Regions from separate parts of the Ovis aries genome. Here all the other regions are linked to region 1. The links are chromatin contacts, called in public Hi-C maps. All regions are on one chromosome and are shown on one strand. Each heading gives the region's core, a stretch centred on a gene start, on an enhancer-like site or on the middle of the called end of the contact. The rest is flanking DNA. Distances are from core to core; before and after follow the strand shown. Region 1 has its middle 140 kb from the start of TRNAE-CUC. Region 2 holds the start of LMO4 (LIM domain only 4). Region 3 has its middle 41 kb from the start of LMO4.

Evidence for each region. Hi-C and Micro-C count contacts between places; a contact is called where the count stands out from the background.
Region 2: a Hi-C map of tail adipose tissue shows a contact between it and region 1, with 2.1 times the contacts expected there. The contact joins the promoter of LMO4 here to the enhancer-like site in region 1. A contact is called at or near these places in 3 of 16 Hi-C or Micro-C datasets (mixed tissues and tail adipose tissue).
Region 3: a contact with region 1 is called in a Hi-C map of tail adipose tissue, with 7 times the contacts expected there. The contact joins two enhancer-like sites. A contact is called at or near these places in 4 of 16 Hi-C or Micro-C datasets (blood, hypothalamus, liver and 1 more).

The regions. Positions count from the first base shown.
Region 1 is chr1:65,107,832-65,110,531 of ARS-UI_Ramb_v3.0, forward strand. It overlaps the pseudogene LOC101113557. Among named protein-coding and RNA genes, the nearest start is that of TRNAE-CUC, 140 kb to the left of the region's middle. Within about 2 kb of position 1,405, at least 4 of the 54 cell types and tissues checked have an H3K27ac peak or open chromatin away from gene starts, as enhancers often do. A contact at or near this core is called in tail adipose tissue, where this site is marked.
Region 2 is chr1:64,440,199-64,442,898 of ARS-UI_Ramb_v3.0, forward strand. It overlaps LMO4 (LIM domain only 4), which reads left to right and starts at 1,359. Exons shown (of 4, transcript XM_060400647.1): 1 at 1,359-1,706.
Region 3 is chr1:64,398,950-64,401,649 of ARS-UI_Ramb_v3.0, forward strand. No RefSeq gene overlaps it. Among named protein-coding and RNA genes, the nearest start is that of LMO4, 41 kb to the right of the region's middle. Within about 2 kb of position 1,427, at least 10 of the 54 cell types and tissues checked have an H3K27ac peak or open chromatin away from gene starts, as enhancers often do. A contact at or near this core is called in tail adipose tissue, where this site is marked.

The DNA of each region.
Region 1 (2,700 bases), core at 155-2,654:
CTCTTTGCTCAACTGTGATCTCTGGATATGCAGCATCTGAGTCACTTGGGAGCAGGTTAAATTCTCATATCCCATCTCAGTCTTTGGGATCAGAGCCTCCATTTTAACAAGGTCACCATGTGATCTGTACACAAATTCAAGTTGGAGAAGCCGTGCTCGAACACATACTTTCTCTCTTTTTTCTCTTTCTTGCTTGGATTTCTTTTTTTCACCATGGACAATATCCTTTCAAAGAAAGCCCCTGGTCTTTATTTCAAGTCTCCTCAGATTCAAATATCCTTATTATTTTTTTTTCAGTTACCACACGTAGTTTGAGTTTTTAATACCTATCTCAACTCACAAGCACCCACTTCATGTCTGCTGATAGATGGGTACTGGGCCTCTTATGTAGCTTCTAAAAATACTCCTTCTAGGGCTCTTGCAAATACCCTGATCTGGCCAGCTTTAGTCTATTGTTGAGACAAGGTTGGAATTTGATAGAAGATCTTCTGTACATCACAGCTGGGAGACCAAATTTAGAGGATGATTATTATTTACTAAAGGCTTAAAAGGGGAATAAAATCCTCCATTAGAACCTAGTCATTAAGGTTAACAGTAAACCATAAAATGAATGGAATATTGGCCCTGTGAACAGGTTCCCAAAAAAGACAGTACTAATGTTTTTAACTAAAACTGGGGAGACCAGACAAGGCCTTGGAAGGAGGGGATGGGAGTAGAGTGAATGATTAGAAAAGAGACTAAACTTCAACAGAAAGTTAACTAATATGACATGAGCACTCCCCCCTCCCTCCTTCTCTCCCTTTCTCCCACCCTCACCTGCTCCATTTCAAACAGGAAAAAAAAAAAAAAAAATTAAGTGTGAGTATTAAAAGATTCATATTGAGATAGAAATAACACAAGCATTACTATGGCTGTCTTCACTTTTTTCCTCTTATTCTCCTTCTAGAGACACGAGGTCCTGTTTATGATGCTTTTCTGTCTATAAACAATTTAGGGAAAGACACTGAAACCAAATCTGTAAACGTGCAAGGCTCCTGGTTTGGAGAGGAGTGGGGCGGGGTGAGGGGGAGACACAAATTGCAAAGAGCAGAATAATCAGACACAGAGGGACTTTGATCTTCTGGAGACCTCAGCTAATAGATGTTAAGTGCAGTTCAGTGGAAGTAATAACCCATGAAGAAAACAAAATCTGCAAAATGATAAAATGCTGCAGTCGACTGATCAAGGAAGACATTGGAAAATTACTATGAAAGCATCCTTAACCCAGCAGACCCAAGGTGAAGAAAGGGCTATGTCTGCCAACCAGCAGCCAGACATTCCAGGCAGACTTAGCTGTCTCCCATTCTGCGGCCAGATTAACACTCTGTGGAACTTGAGTGCTTTCTCACTGAAAAGGCATGAACTGGCACCATCGCAATCCTGGGCTTCATAATCTCTCTCAGTTACGCCATAGTGAATCACCCCACGGCTGGCCATGTGCTCCGTGGGGGCATTTCAGGCCCGTTGTTACAGGTAATCAATTAGTCCAAGGAAAAAAATTTCTGAATAGTCTCCAAATGAAGTGTTGGTCATTTTCTTTCTTTCTTTTTTTTTTTTTTTGACATCAGAACATAGTCAAGACATATTAGACATTCTGCAAGAAATTAAAATCTTACCAAGAAAACCATTTAAGCAGAAATTTGTAAATTATAAACATTTTAAATGCAATTTAAAAATCCAGACACTTTATAAAAGGGAACTCCTTAACACAGTTTATTTAAGTAATATTTTATTATGTGTATTTGTTAATTGAGTAATGACTCATTATACACATTGAGTAAAGTAGGACAGAATTAATTTAATCTGTCTATAGATGGAACTGAAATTTTATTATCAGAAGAAAATCTAAAACTTGAAGCAGTTTGATAAATTTAGTCTGAACAGATTCTTTATTACAAAAAGATTTTTTTTTTAAACAACAAAAAATAACAACAAAAATCCACCAGAGAATGTGAGTTAAAATTCAGGAAACTGGGAGAAAATGGAAAAAATATTATAAGAGCCACACCTTCCTATGTTTCATGTAATGGCTAATTAAACATATGGAATACATTATCTGGACCACGTATTAATGTGTTTGGATAGGGTGGGAGCAAACAAATGAAAATAAAGGAAAGCTATACGGTTGTAATCCAGACATGATGTGGACAAGCTCTGCTGGGCAAAAGCATTGGTTCATCTTCGAAAAATGTACGTTAGAACACTTAAAAGCAATAATCTTGCTTAGAGGATTCTTCTTATCAAGAGAAAAACTGAACTTGGCAAACCTCAGATAACATTACTTTGGTATCTGCAGAGAATAATTCCAGGACTCCCTCAGATACAAAAATCCTCAGATGCTCAAGTCTCTTACATAAAATAGCATGGTATTTACATATAACCTACACATATCCTCCCATATACTTTAAATCATCTGTAGATTACTTACAATACCTAATACAATGTAAATGCTATGTAAATAGTTGTAAATACAATGTAAATGCTATGTAAATAGTTGCCGGTGTACAACAAATTCGAGTTTTGCTTCATAGAACTTTCTGGAATTTTTTTCAAATATTTCCTATCTGTGGTTGGTTGAATCCACGGATGTGGAACCAAAGGATATGGAGGACCAACTGTATAGATGAGTGCTGATATCCAAAAAGAACAAAAAATTACACC
Region 2 (2,700 bases), core at 109-2,608, 670 kb before region 1:
AAAGCAGATAAAAGTTGAAGGACTAGGTATTTAAGCATCTAGGCTGAACTGCGGTACTAGAATGAGACACTCAGACTACCACCCTCAAAGCTTTCCTCAAAACTTGATTTACACTAGAAATAACTTTTCTTACTCTCCAGAGGCTGTGGGATTTCTCATACTGCGATAACTTCCATCACTCTGAGGGCTAAGAGAAATTTGGCTTCTCATCCTCTACAATGGGGGTGGATACAAGGGGCAAGGGTTTTTTCCCTAAAGTTTTCCTGAACTTTGAAAGTAGACTGTGTGATCTTTTTTACCAACGTTGATCAATACTTATGAAATGCCTACTGGGCCCTTAGATTATATATGGATTGATGGGAAGAAGAGGAAGTAAGCAGGCAGTGTTTCGGAACTACCGAGTTCCTGTTTCTACCTTGTGAATTAAACTTCCACTAAGGTTCATAAATTTCTAACATGGTGAATTTAAAAAACAAAAACAACACCTCAAAAAACACAGCACAGATCTCCACAGCTCGGAGATCTCAGGAAAGCCTTTCTACCCTAACAGAGACCCATTTCCAAGGCAGATGTGAAGTAAGTTTTCCTAAAGGGCTCCTCTCGGCGCGAGGGGCGGGCTGTCCCCGAGGGACTAGTGGGGCGGGTCCCAGGGATACCTCGCGCGCACGGAGGGCAAGTGGGTCCCGGGTGCCTCGACTCGCCCTCCTGGGCCGCGGGGGACCGCCCCGGCGGGGTTGCGGCGCCTGGGTGACTTCTCCCCACCTGATTCCGGCCCTTCCCCGCTCCAGTCTCGGCCCGCTCCTCCGCCTGGCTCTCTCCCCCGCCCCCGGAGTCTCGTTTCAGTCATCCCTTTGTCCTTGCCCGGATTGGCAGGTTTTATTATTCCGCCTGAACAATCCGGCCGCCCAGTGGCTGAGGGTCGCTGACGTCGGCGGCAGAGCCGGGGAGTAGTTGGGATTTTGCTCTGTCAGTAACACATGTGTAAGAGCCGCGGAGGGAGCGAGCGAGCCGGCTAGAGGCCAGCGCCGCCGCCGCCGCCGCCTCCGAGCCGGGCAGCAGCAGCCCCGGCAGCGGCGCAGGCTCCGGCGCGCCGGGCCCCGCCGGCCACAGCTCCCCGCCTCCCGGGAGCACTCGCCCCCCGGCCGCCGCCGCCACTGCTCCCGGGGCTGTTGTGTCTGCGGCCGCTCCCCGGCTGGAGGTGCAGGAAGCTCGGCCGAGCCGCTGCCGCCGCCAGCAGCCCCGAGCGAGCGGGCGGGCGCGCGGGAGGGAGGCAGGCGGAGGAGGAGGAGGAGGAGCGCGGGCGGGGCGGGGGCCGCCGGGCGGGGGAATATACAAAGTGAAGCCACATTGCCAAACTTGCAGCAGCGATTGCAGCAGTTGCTGCCGCTGCGCCGCGCTGCGCGGGCCGAGGGCTCCTGCAGCTGCTCGCGCGGAGCCGGAGGCGGAGGAGAACGGCGAGGACCGAGACTGACACTTCTGCTCCCCGCCGCCCGCCACTTACGCGGGGCCCCCCAACCCAGCCTCAGAGCTGCGCGTTAAAAAAAAAAAGCGGCCCTTAGCCCCCTCCTCCCCTTTCCTGCTTCTGCGAGAACATCCCCCCTCCCTCCAGCTCCGCCAGCCGAGGCGCCCCTTCCTTGGAAGCCGAGCGGCTTCGCTCGCATTTCGCCGCCGTCGCCTCGCAATATTGCAATATAGGGGAAAAGCAGGTAAGGGGACGGCTGGGGAGCCGCGGGCAGGGAGCGGGGAGAAAGAGGAGAGGGCCGATTTGGGCCGGGGCTGTTTTCTTTGGCTTCCTTCCCTTGACCGTCCCAAATTGCAAGTAAACAATACGTCGGCTTAGATAATGCGCGAGTCTGAAACTACCGAGGCCGGCCTGCGAGCTAGCACGGAGGACAGCCCCGGGCCGCCAGCTTTGTAGCGGTTCCTGCTTACAAAAGGGTTCTTCTTGGAGATGGGTCTGTTGGAGACCTTGGAGGGGGGTGGGTGGGTATATTTTCAGTTCTGAAGGGAAAGGCTGGATGTGCTATAAGGGTTTAAGTCTGAGAAGTAGTGTGGGGGAAATAGTCACGACCCTCCACTCCACCCCCCCCCACCCCCCACACACTATTTTTAAAACAGTGGCAGAAAGGATCTAAGTGAGCAAGATTGGGTATTGATGGTTCTTTTAAAAAATTCCTCTTGGCTTATAAGTCTTTTGTTCCAATCCAGAAGAAATCCGGTGAATCACCTAATTAAAATCAAGACATGAATTAAGCATCCATTTTTGTACTACAAATTGCCAGCGCTACGTTTGTCCCTCCCTTGGTCTCCATTAAAAAACACCAGAGACGTTGTTAAAGGGGGGCAGATTTTGCCTCTAGCTGCCAGTTCTGCTTTCTATTTCACTGACTATCCCAGGACCTAAATTGCTTGGCTATGTAATTACTAGAGTATAAGCCTATTTAACTTAAAAGCTTTCTTTCTTTTTTTTTCCCCAACTCTAAATGAAACTTGATGAGGGCCCGTCCTTAGTTATCAGGGGAGTCAGTTTCTGGTCAGTCCTCTTGATTCATCTCTTTTAGATTTAATCAGCATTAAGGTATTGCTTGTCCTTAAGAGCTTTAGCTAATGGGGTTACTGGATGCTTTTCTCAGTGTAGTGTTTCCTTTAAAAAAAATACATATATATTTACCTCTCACCAAAGATGGGGGCGGGGAAGAG
Region 3 (2,700 bases), core at 177-2,676, 710 kb before region 1:
TTCTGTGGGACGGTCCTTCCAGGGTGACACAGAGAAGGCAGCACAAGTTGAAGAAATAGGTTGGGGTTGAAAGGTCCAAAGAATCTTTTAGAGCACACTTAAAAGCTCAGACTTGATCCAGAAAGCAATGGGCAGCTACTGAAAGAGTATTTGTTTCTTAACTGAGATAAAATATATATAAAATTCACCATTTTAATCCTTTATAAGCATGCAATTCAGTGGCATTAAGGATAGCACATTGTTGTACAACCATTACCACTAGCTATCTTCAGAACTTTTTCATGACCTCAAGCTAAAATTCTGTACCAGCAAGGGACGCAGGGATCTTGTTTATTGAACAGAAAAGACACTTGTTCTTTGGAGTCCCCAGGGCTGTGAAAGATTTGTGACTCCAGAGTGAGCTGAGAAAAGAAGAGAGGGCCAAGGCCACAAAACAGAGGCTATTGATACGGACTCCTATCGTAGGTATAGGGCCACTAAGGAAGACAGAGCCCTGGAAAGGAACTCACAGAATTAAAATGAACTGTTCACTCACAGTAGGGAATATTTCCAAGGTAGCTGATTCTCCCAAGCAGGAAGTTTTTCCATGCTGCTTCCGATTTTCCCAGGCGTTTAAGCCCCAAAGAAGATGGACTTGAAGAAATTCATTCACACCTACACCCACACAATCAACCCTACATTGTGAGTAACCTGCCTTATAAACTGGCAGCCTGAACCAGGGGTAATCTCTTCTTACAGCAGTCCCATTGGAAGAAACTTTCTGAGTTCTACCTCACAGAAAGGGCAGAAGCAATACAAAGTTACTCAAATTTTGTTAATAACACTTTTATTCACAATAACCTTTTAAACGATTTCCTATAAAAATGTAAATTATTTTCTCTGCTGTTTCTTGTGAGCAATATTATAACAACAATAAAGGAGTCTTAAAAATTGTCGGATTTCACATTTTACTCCAAAATGTGGCCCGGGAGAAAGGTCCTCGTGACTGTGGTGTCTGGAAATGTAGATTTTCAATTGGCAAATATTGATGGCCTCCGAAGGACTGATTTAGTTGGTCAAGCTTAAAGAGAGGGAAGACTTCTTGCAGAAACTGGGATTATGGATAGGTCTTCTCTTTTTGAGAGTTTGAATTTTAAAAGAAGTTATTCAGAGGTTGTCCCACATATATTTTTGTTCAATGGTTTGTATAAACTAGTTTAGTTAATCGATCCAGCTCATTTATATTAAAATGATTTTATTTTATTGGTTTCACACCAGCCCCTGGGAGGTCTGAAGAGTGAGGAATTTCATATTTATGCACAGGGCCAGAAACAAGTAAGAGCGAGGTGGAAACGGAAACAAAGAAACAATATTCCAGAGCAGGACTTGATGGATGGAGTCAGAGTCAGCCAGAGAGCTCAGTTGTCCCTTTCCAAAGTTCCGTGCTTCTCCCCGCAGAGTGATCCAGGAACGCAGGGTTCCCAGGCAGTCGGCGTCATTAGTCCCTCAACTGAGAGCGCACTTTGCCGTTTTTCTTCGCGCTCCGTGCCTTTTGAGGATTTGACTGTGATTCTTTAGTGTTCACCTCAGTTAGAGCTCAACTCGCGTTGACTCTTAAGAGACCGGAAAGGTTAGCAGTCTCTCCTGTTGTCTTGCCTGTAGCCTCTGGATGAAACTTTCAGAATTAAGCTCAAACTTTGCCTCTCTCATAGGGTTATACGTTGTCTACCCATATGGGAAGTATTTGTAGACAGGGAGTTTTATCTTTCCTTTATTTTTGATAACCTCAGAACTGATGAGGGAGACCTGGGTTCGATCCCTGGGTTGGGAAGATCCCTTGGAGAAGAGAACGGCTACCCACTCCAGTATTCTGGCCTGGAGAATTACATGGGCTATATAGTCCATGGAGTCGCAAAGAGTCGGGCAGGATTTAGCGACTTTCACTTTCAGAACTGATGGCTCTGACAACTGGGCTCTGAATAGAAAGTGTTTAACCGGAAGACCAGCAGATGGCGCCATTTGTCATTTATTGACACCCGCGTATAAAAGCGTGTGGCATGGCTTCTTGCCTCTTTAATTTGAGTGGTATTATAAGTAAAATGTTTTCAACTGTTTATTATGCATGAGCCAAAATTCTATGAATGTGTAACATTTTCTCCTGTATTTCCCTTTTTTATAACATCATTTAAATTCCTTATTAATAATTTTAAAATGTTCTGGATTTTAATCACTTTTCTCATCACTAAAATATCTGATGAAGAGATTTTTTTCCCCCTGCTGAAGGTGAGCTAGAGGAAACCATCAGCCGGGAAGGAAGAAGAGAATCTCACTCTTGACTCGAGCTCAAGGCCCCTCCTGCACCGCTTCATCTTTTCAGTTTAATTGAATAGTATTTATTTAATTAATAAAAATATCTGTTTTGTACAGATTTCAGAAATCCAAGGCTCGAATAGGCTGCCATTAATAAACCAAGTTTTTTTATATCCAAGTTTAATTATGGTGGTGTTTGTTTGATAGCTTGTTACTGTAAATAAAAGAGATAAAGGCAGCCCTTCACTGGAGTAGCTCGAGAGCTGTGAAATATGTACCTAATTAAAACTATTGGTGTAAGAGGCTAATAAAGTACATGTGCCTACTAGATGTCTTATTCTAATGAATCTCGGCTAATTTGCTTTGACTGATGAATTTCGGTGTTAGTGGTAGGGGCTGAATAATTATGAA